Regions from separate parts of the Ovis aries genome. Here region 1 is linked to region 2. The links are chromatin contacts, called in public Hi-C maps. All regions are on one chromosome and are shown on one strand. The core of a region is the stretch at or near the end of the contact, and the rest is flanking DNA. Distances in the headings are between cores, read along the strand shown.

Evidence for each region. Hi-C and Micro-C count contacts between places; a contact is called where the count stands out from the background.
Region 1: a Hi-C map of skin fibroblasts shows a contact between it and region 2, with 2.8 times the contacts expected there. The contact joins the promoter of NPM3 here to the promoter of DPCD in region 2. A contact is called at or near these places in 7 of 16 Hi-C or Micro-C datasets (hypothalamus, liver, muscle and 3 more).

The regions. Positions count from the first base shown.
Region 1 is chr22:22,303,198-22,307,517 of ARS-UI_Ramb_v3.0, forward strand. It overlaps NPM3 (nucleophosmin/nucleoplasmin 3), which reads right to left and starts at 1,290. Exons shown (of 6, transcript XM_004020126.5): 1 at 1,157-1,290; 2 at 763-848; 3 at 406-525; 4 at 195-288. The coding sequence starts at 1,274. OGA (O-GlcNAcase) reads right to left here. Exons shown (of 14, transcript XM_042239102.1): 14 at 2,442-4,320.
Region 2 is chr22:22,110,095-22,113,940 of ARS-UI_Ramb_v3.0, forward strand. It overlaps DPCD (deleted in primary ciliary dyskinesia homolog (mouse)), which reads left to right and starts at 1,703. Exons shown (of 6, transcript XM_012102819.4): 1 at 1,703-1,778. The coding sequence starts at 1,715. POLL (DNA polymerase lambda) reads right to left here and starts at 1,628. Exons shown (of 9, transcript XM_060405144.1): 1 at 1,565-1,628; 2 at 279-419. The coding sequence starts at 393.

The DNA.
Region 1 (4,320 bases), core at 40-2,539, 190 kb after region 2:
GACTTTCACTTTCACAGGAGTCCACATTAGTGGAGCTGGATAAGCTGGGGTAGGTTCCGTGAAGAACAGCTAGAGTAGTAAAGTGGAGGGCACTGCATCCAGGGTCTGTATGGGAATTGCACTGGGAGATATGGCTGGGGTGGGGTAGGAGTCCAGATGGAAAGTCTACTGGAAGCAAAGGAGAAAATTCTCACCAATCTGGTGCCGCCCAGTGATGCGCACAGGGCCAGAACCTGACTTCAAGCGGAAGGTTACAGGTGGTTGGAGCTGGAAGTCATCCAAACTGAGCTGGGAGGAAGACAAGGATGAAGGCCTGGCCCACTCCTAGCCCACCCCACCTTGTGAGAAGTCCTAAGTCCTCAATTCCTACCTCCCAGCCTCCCAAGGTACGGCCAGGGAACTCACCATGGGTTGGCAGGACAACTTGAGGTTGGCCACAGGGACTGCGATCTCCTGGTGGTCATGGTTCCGAGCCACGACTTCCACCACATTACACTCATCTTTGGCCCCCTCGGTGAGGCAGAGCTGGGAAGGTACACAGGGCCTCAGAGTCTCCCCAGTAAGGGTGGACACCACAAGTGGAATCATCTACCCTACAACCTGCCCAGCCTCCGAGGTCCCTGGACCGCCTGGCCAGGGGAGCCCCATGTGGGGATTAAGCAGAGTAGATGACTCCCAGTAGAACGGGGAAGGATAGACAAGCGAGTAGAGCCTCTTTAGGTCAGCCAATTTAACCTCCACTCCCCCTACCCCGCCCCTTACCATGGTCAAAGCCAGCACATGCTCCGCGTCATCCTCTTCCTCTACCTTGAAGGTGAAAGAGCGGGTGTGGCCTGAGAGCTCACAGCCTGTAAGAGGTTAACTGTGAGTATGCGTCAGTGTGCGGAGTGGTGGGGGAGGGCATTTCACCAAATCCCGTTCACCTGCAGCCATGACTAACCGGCCATTCACACGCCCACGTGTCAGGAACAACTGGAGCGCTCGGCCCGGGCCCACCCGGTACAACTAGGGCAGGGGCCTGGCTCTCCCCTCCAACTCCGGCTGCCGCGTGCGAGGCCCCCTCCGCCCCCACCCACGTCGTGCACGCGCCTGCATTCCCGTTCCTCAGCCCTGCTTCTGCCCCAGCACCACCCTCAGCCTCTCCTTTCTTCAATACCGAAGAAGAAACTGTCCATAGTGACCGGGGCCGGGACTTGCAGACTACCGACCCCCCCAGCTCGGACTCGGCTCTCCTGATCCAAAAACGTCAAGGCGGCCGCTCCGTCAGCTGCCATGCTGCTAGGGCCTTCTGCGGCTCCGCCTCCGACACGTACAAAGCCTGGGACTCGCCGCGGCTCCAGCCCCGCCTCTTAAAGGAGACGCTGGCGAGGCACCCTGGGTCCAGGGCTTCATCGCCCTATCTCCCTCCTTCAGTTCAGTCGTGTCCGACTCTTCGCGACGCCATGGACTCTAACAAGCCAGGTTTCCCTGTCCATCACCAACTCCCGGAGCCTACTCAGACTGCTGTCCATCGCGTCGGTGATGCCATCCAACCACCTTCTAAAGAAGTCTCGCATTATGTCGCGTCTGCTTTGCACATCTTTGCAGAGTGCAAAGCATCATCTTGGCATTAATGTTAACGTCCTTGCTCACTTCAACGACCAAGACTTTCTTAGAGTGTCCCCTGCCTCCATTTCCTCTAGTCCTGCACTCCAAGTGATCACCTCACCCACCCCAAGCTAAGCTTTCATTAAATACATGAAAATGCAACCTTCCCAATTCTCCCAGCAAAGGCAAGATATAGTGCATCGTTTTTCTTAAAAAAGCAAATACACTCAGATATACCGTCCCTCCAAAGGAACGGAGCATGAAGGAAGACTTTGAGCTCCTGTTACTTAGTACCCAAACCACTGTCCACTTCCGGATATGCTTCCTGCTCTAAGGACCCTGCGGCTCACTATCCACATGGTTGTATACCTACACTGAACTTCAGATGCTGGCGCTTGCTAGCAGAGGAGATAGCTAAATCGTGGGGCTAATTTGCTGCTCCTGTTAAGAGGCAGGCTAGTCTAGCCTAACACTGACGCCTTAGAGTCCTGTCTCATAATTTGGGATCTGCCTTCAACTTTCACCTTTTGACCAAAGAATCAGGCAATTTTCCTTATTCTATTAGGTGGCATGAACTCACCTGAACTAGCTGCCTTCATTTACCCCCAGGTTATAACTGTGTCAAGAAGGTGGCCAGGCCAAAACGAGTCTATTTTTATCTTGCCTTGCCTTGAGGAAAATATGGAAGGCAATCTTTTACTAGAGATAGAAGTGGGAGAAAACTGCCTTTATGACTCAGTCCCTAGGCTGAAACAGCTTTGGAGAGGAGGAATACTTGCTTGGGAATGCCAGAGTGGGAGAAAAAAGGCAGGAGGCAGAAACAAGGAGGTTTACACAGTACACGACCACACACATTCACTTCAAGTTTTATTTTGCCTCTTGTATGGTCTTCAGATAGTTTTACAGTTCATTTTCTACAGGAACTGAGCTGTGATCTAAACAATCAATGAAATATCATCCCAACCATAATAAATAGCCATAACCATTAGAAGACAGACAGAACAGCATTTTACGATCCTAGAGGCCTGGACATCTGTTTCATAGTTAGCTCTGTGACCAGAATACCAGCCAAATTGATTATTAAAAGCAAAGATAAAGCTGCAAACTTGCTGAAAATCCTGATTCCACTGGAGGATGACCATGGAATCTACCAGATAAAATGCTAGAACTGTCCACTAGTGTACAAAATGTACTTAAAAGAGAAAAAAAACCAAGTGACATTAAGCCAGTAGAGACCCTCCCTTCATCTCAGCCTTTGAAAATGCAAACTTGGTTCCAGCTGTACATTATTGCAGGTTTCTAACCCTGGATGTAACCCTCCTTCATTCATCTCACCCATTCAGTGCACACTCACAGGCTTTGGTTGAAAGTCACTAGGTACAATCCCTTAAAAGACTTTTTTCAAAGCCCACATTGATGGAAACCTATGAAAGAAAATGTTTTAAATTTTCTTCTTGACCTTCTTCCCTCTTAGCTCAAACTTAAACTGCTGATACAAATCTGCTGGGAAGCAAGGTAACAAAACATTGTTACAGAGAAGCCAGCAAGCCATGATAAAAAAGAAAATGAATACTGCAGAGCAAAATTCAATGAAAGAGCATTTGCTCAGAACCCTTAAAAACACCAAATCTAAATTAAAATACTTGAAGCTTTCAGAACCTGCGGTTAAAGGAAAAAGAAAAGGGTAACCTTAAGTCATTGGTTAAAGTGTACTCATTCTTTTAAAAATTAGATACAAACATGCAAGAACTAAAGACTGATTTAATAAAACCAGTAGTAAAATTAAAGGACAACTGACCTGTGGGCAAATGGGATCAGTCCCCAAACCCTAGCTGCCAGATGTCAAAACTAACATTTCACATGCTGACCTGCATTGAGGTTAATTTCCAGAAATGACTGCACTTTGCAACAGACTGTGAATCCTATGAAGTCAGGCTCTCGTACCCAAAGTGGTCATGGCCTAGCCCTAGGTGGGAGGCACTTTGAAAAGAATAAAACGTCTTTTAAAAACAAAACCAAAGACAAAAGTAAAGAAAATCCACTGATTTACATTAATTATTCAAAGTGCCATCCTGAACCGCACCCTTTCATTTTCAAAAGGAAAATTACAAAAACAAAGGATAGTCAGGTTACAGCTAGTTTATATACAAAATTTTTTTTACAAGTGTATCACTTTTAGGCTTTTGCCACAAACAACTGCACATCTGTCCCTACAAATCACAACTTGCCTGAACCAATGGTCACTAGGAGACAATCGGCCAAGGCTTTACAAAAAGCAGAAAAACCGCCCAAACTGAAATCCTTTCCTCAGCTTAAACTATGCCATAACCATCCCACTTGGACTCTCCACCCTGAAGCCTCTGAACCCAAATCTTTCTCATCTTTGTCTCTAAAGCATGAGATACATTTCAGTCAATAAGCCAAGGAGGATGACAAATGATTGATTACTCTTAGGTGAGAAATGCAACCACACTGGATGCAGAAAACAGTGCTGACTACATTTATTGAAGACCCCCTCCCTATAAGCCCACGTAAGAGGTCCTGGCACCTAACACAGAACCCAACAAGGAGGCCCAAATCTCTTTCCTACAGGATTCGCAGCAGTATTATCTTCTTCCAACCAGTGAGTAAGTAGTCTCTAAGTTTGACGAGTGAGTTTTACACAGTCCTCTTTGTTTCCAATCAGAATTGGCTGATTCATTGCGGCTCCAGAGACTGAGCTGTATGAAGACC
Region 2 (3,846 bases), core at 453-2,952:
TCACCAGCAGGCAGCTTCCTAGAGGAAAGAATCCTATCGGTCATTTCCTTAGGGACCAGGGAGTATTTTCTGAGTTATAGAGGCCTCGGCGTGTGGTAGAAGATGAAACAGCAAGTCACCTGTCAAAGACTGGGGACCAAGTTTAGGACAAGGGAGGTACAAACAAACCTGCAGGCTCTGGGTGGGCAGAGTCAGCTGTAATATCTGATTCTGGGCATGAAAGATGTAAGAAGCCTGAGGCTCAAGCACATGAGGGTCCTCAGGGTGGATCCACTCACCTCCTGCTTCTTCTCTGTCTTCTCTCTTGGGAATCTTTGCAAGAGTTTTTGATGATGGATTGGTGTGAATTTTCTTCCGCTTGGGAAATGCCTTCAAGATGCCCCTGGGGTCCATTGAGGTATGGCTGGATCCTAGCCTTTCTGTTGGAGGGTTGATCAGGGCAGTTGTCATGTGCAACCCAGACTTGGGGCTCCCCAACCCCTCTATGAAGGTGGGGTCTCTACTGACAACAGTTTGGGGACAGTAGCCAAGTTCCCAGGAGTCTCACAAAACCCAACTAAACTTGGCTTAGCCTAGCTCTACACATGGACAAAGGAGCCTGGTGGGCTACAGTCCATAGGGCCACAAAGAGTCAGACACTACTGAAGTGACTTAGCATGCATAATCACCAGTCTTCCAGAATACTGGGGAAAATAAGAAGAGTGGAAATATCCAGGGAACTTTTGAAGGGGGAACAAATGACATCATGGGCTTCCCTGGTGGCTCAGATGGTAAAGAATCTGCCTGCAATGTGGGAGATGGGAGTTTGATCCTCGGGTCCGGAAGATCCCCAGGAGAAGGGAATGGCTATCCACTTCTTGCCCGGAGAATTCCATGGTCAGAAGAGCCTGATGGGCTACAATCCATGGGGTCCAAAGAGTCAGACAGCACTCAGCGACTAACACTTTCACTTTCAAAGGGTATCATTCCTCAGGGGGCTGCTTTGAAGATTAACTGTGCAGTATGTGCTCCTGCTGCATCCCACCTGCAAAAAGCTTTACGAAAACGAGATGCCAGACTAGGAACGGGCTCCATCTTTAGGAAGGACTTGGGCTTCCAAAAGGAGTGGGGATTGGTGGTAAGGGCGAGGGGGAACCTGTATATCTTTCTCTACCCCCATCACAGGCCCGCAGAGGAAAACGGGGAGGGTGGGGGTGGCTGGTGGAGTTTAGGGAACCGGGGTGGGGAACGCCCTGCACCTGCTCTGGTCTTGGACCTCTCGGCAGCGGGACGCGCAGGCCCGCAGCTGCGGGGAGACGCACGACTGCAGCAGGTGTGGGGCGCCTTCCGGGACTGAGGAGTCTTGGCCTCACAGCTGGGGGTGGAGAAGACGCTGGCAGGTGTGAGGCACCCGAAGCGAACCGCAGCTGCCGCGCGCCAGGGACTCCCGGGGTGGGGCTAGGGGAGCGCTGGACTGTCCGGATCCTGTCCTGAGGATTCCTCCCCACTCCCCAGATTTGGTACAGAATAGGGTCAACTCCGGACCCGACGGGTCACGGGGGATGGACAGGCATAACCCACTTACCAGAGCAGCCAATGAGAGCAGACGGAGGGCGCGGGGTTCGCGGGGTGGGACCAGGCCAATGCCCAGAACATCTTCCGGGTCATACGGAAGTGACCCTAGGCGGAATTGTTGCCATGGCAGTGGCCAGGCACGCAGCTCGTTGGAGGGAAGATGGCGGTGACCGGCTGGCTGGAGAGTCTGCGGGCGGCAGAGAAGACGGCGCTGCTGCAAGACGGTAACTGGAGGCCCCCCTCCCTCCCCCGAGAGCACCTTGTTCTTTTCCACCAGGGTCCAGCCCTCTGCGCTGGCGCCCCCGGGACGGGCCCAGCCCGGAGGGTAAGGCTGGAAGGTCCCAGCCTCCTGCCAGGGCAAGTTCTGCATTTGCAGATGAAGAAACTGAGGCTCATATAAATAAGGCGACTGGAACACCCTTCTCTGAACACCCCTAGTTTCCTCCACACTACCTCGCCCCTTTCTGCGTTCTGTTACTAATAAATAATCCTTTTCATGTTCATTATGTCATTTGCTTCTCAGCGCAGTCCCGAGAGGCTGTTTTCCACTCTGTTTTACAGAAGAGGAAACTGAAATCCAAGATTTTAGGTCGGCTGCAACTCCCTCAGTCAGTCAGTGGTAAAAGTGGACCCTGACCTGGGATCCCGTGAACCCCAGTCTGGAGATTCTATTGCTGAAAGCTGCCTGGTGTCATGGAGACGCAGGACACCTTCGCTGTAGTTAGGACTTTGCCTTTAATTTGGCGTGGGCTCCCCAGTTGGCCTCTTACATTTGAACCTCACTTTCCTCATCTGTAAAATGCTGTGAACTGATTATCTCTGTTATCTCTGAGGTCCTTTGCACTTGTAATGTTATGTTTGTAAGTGAACTTCTAAATGTTCCTTGGGTCTTTAAAGGAGACAAAGCAACGCCTCCGCCCCACTCCACCCCCTCCCACTTCCCCCGTTCCTGCTGGTCCTGGAAGAGGTAGACACAGGGGTATGGAATTCTGACTTTCTTCCACCCTAGGATTGGCCAGTGTTTGACGGTCCCTTCCTGGACCCACTTGGCAGCCAGAATGAATTCGGTCTGAATTCATTGTAGCTTTCAGGAAATTGGCAGGGACTGAAATCCACAGGTAGAGGCCAGTCAAGAAAGCTTGGAAAGTGAAATCAGCTGGTCATTTGCTCATTTATTCAGGCAGCATTTAGGGATGCTTTTACTATGTGTCAGGTTGTGTGCTAGAGCAGATAGAAAAAGACATGTCTCAGGAGTTCCCATAGTGGTCAGGAAAAAAAAGGTAAATAAATGAGAGTGTATGTGTTAAGTAGAAGTTGGACTTTTCTATAGAATGCCATGAGAGCACAGAGGTGAAAATGGTTCTCTCAGGAAGATCTGACAGAACAGGTGATGTTCATGGGCCCTAAAGGATAAATAGGTGTTCGCTAAGTGGAGAAGAGGGGATAGTTATTCCACCAAGAGTAACTCACATGTGAAAATGCAGAAGTGTGCAAGTGTGTGGATGATTTCTAGGGGCATAACAAAACATTTAGTGAGGCTGAAGCCTTGACCCAGTCAGTCGTAATATCTACCTATACTCTGTCAGGTCCTGGGTGCTAGGATGCAAGAGTGAATAAAAGGTCCCTTTTCTCAAGGAGTGTTAAGGGGAAATGGTAGAACATGAAAAGAAATTGCAGAGAAGTTGGAGTTGTGATAGAGCTGCTTTGCCAAACTAAAGATTTTGAACATTATCTCATAGGACAGTGGGATTTGTTTTTATTGTAAGAAGTACATAACATATAGTTACCATCTCAGCCTTTTTTAAGTGTAGTTTTGTGGCATTAAGTATATTCACATGGTTGTGCCCCCATTGCCACTATCCGTCTCCAAAACATTCATCTTCAGCTGAAACTCCATACCCATTAACTACTGACGCCTCAGCTGAGACTCTTACCCATTAAACACTACTCCTCAGTCTCCTTATCTTTGGCCCCTGGCAATCACCATTCTACTTTCTATCTTCACGAGTTTGGTTACAGCATGGACCTCATAGAAGTGGAGTATACAACATTCGTTGTTCTGTGACTGGCTTATTTCACTTAGCATAATGTCTTCAAAGTTCATCCATGTTGTTGCATGTGGAAATGAGGAAATGTCATTTGTTGCATGAGGAAATTTTGATTTCCTCCCTTTTTTAAAGCTGAATAACATTCTTCCATTGTATATATGAATATACCACATTTTGTTTATTGACTGGTGGGTCAGTGGACACTTGAGTTGCTTCCACTTGTTAAAAAATTAATTTTATTAAT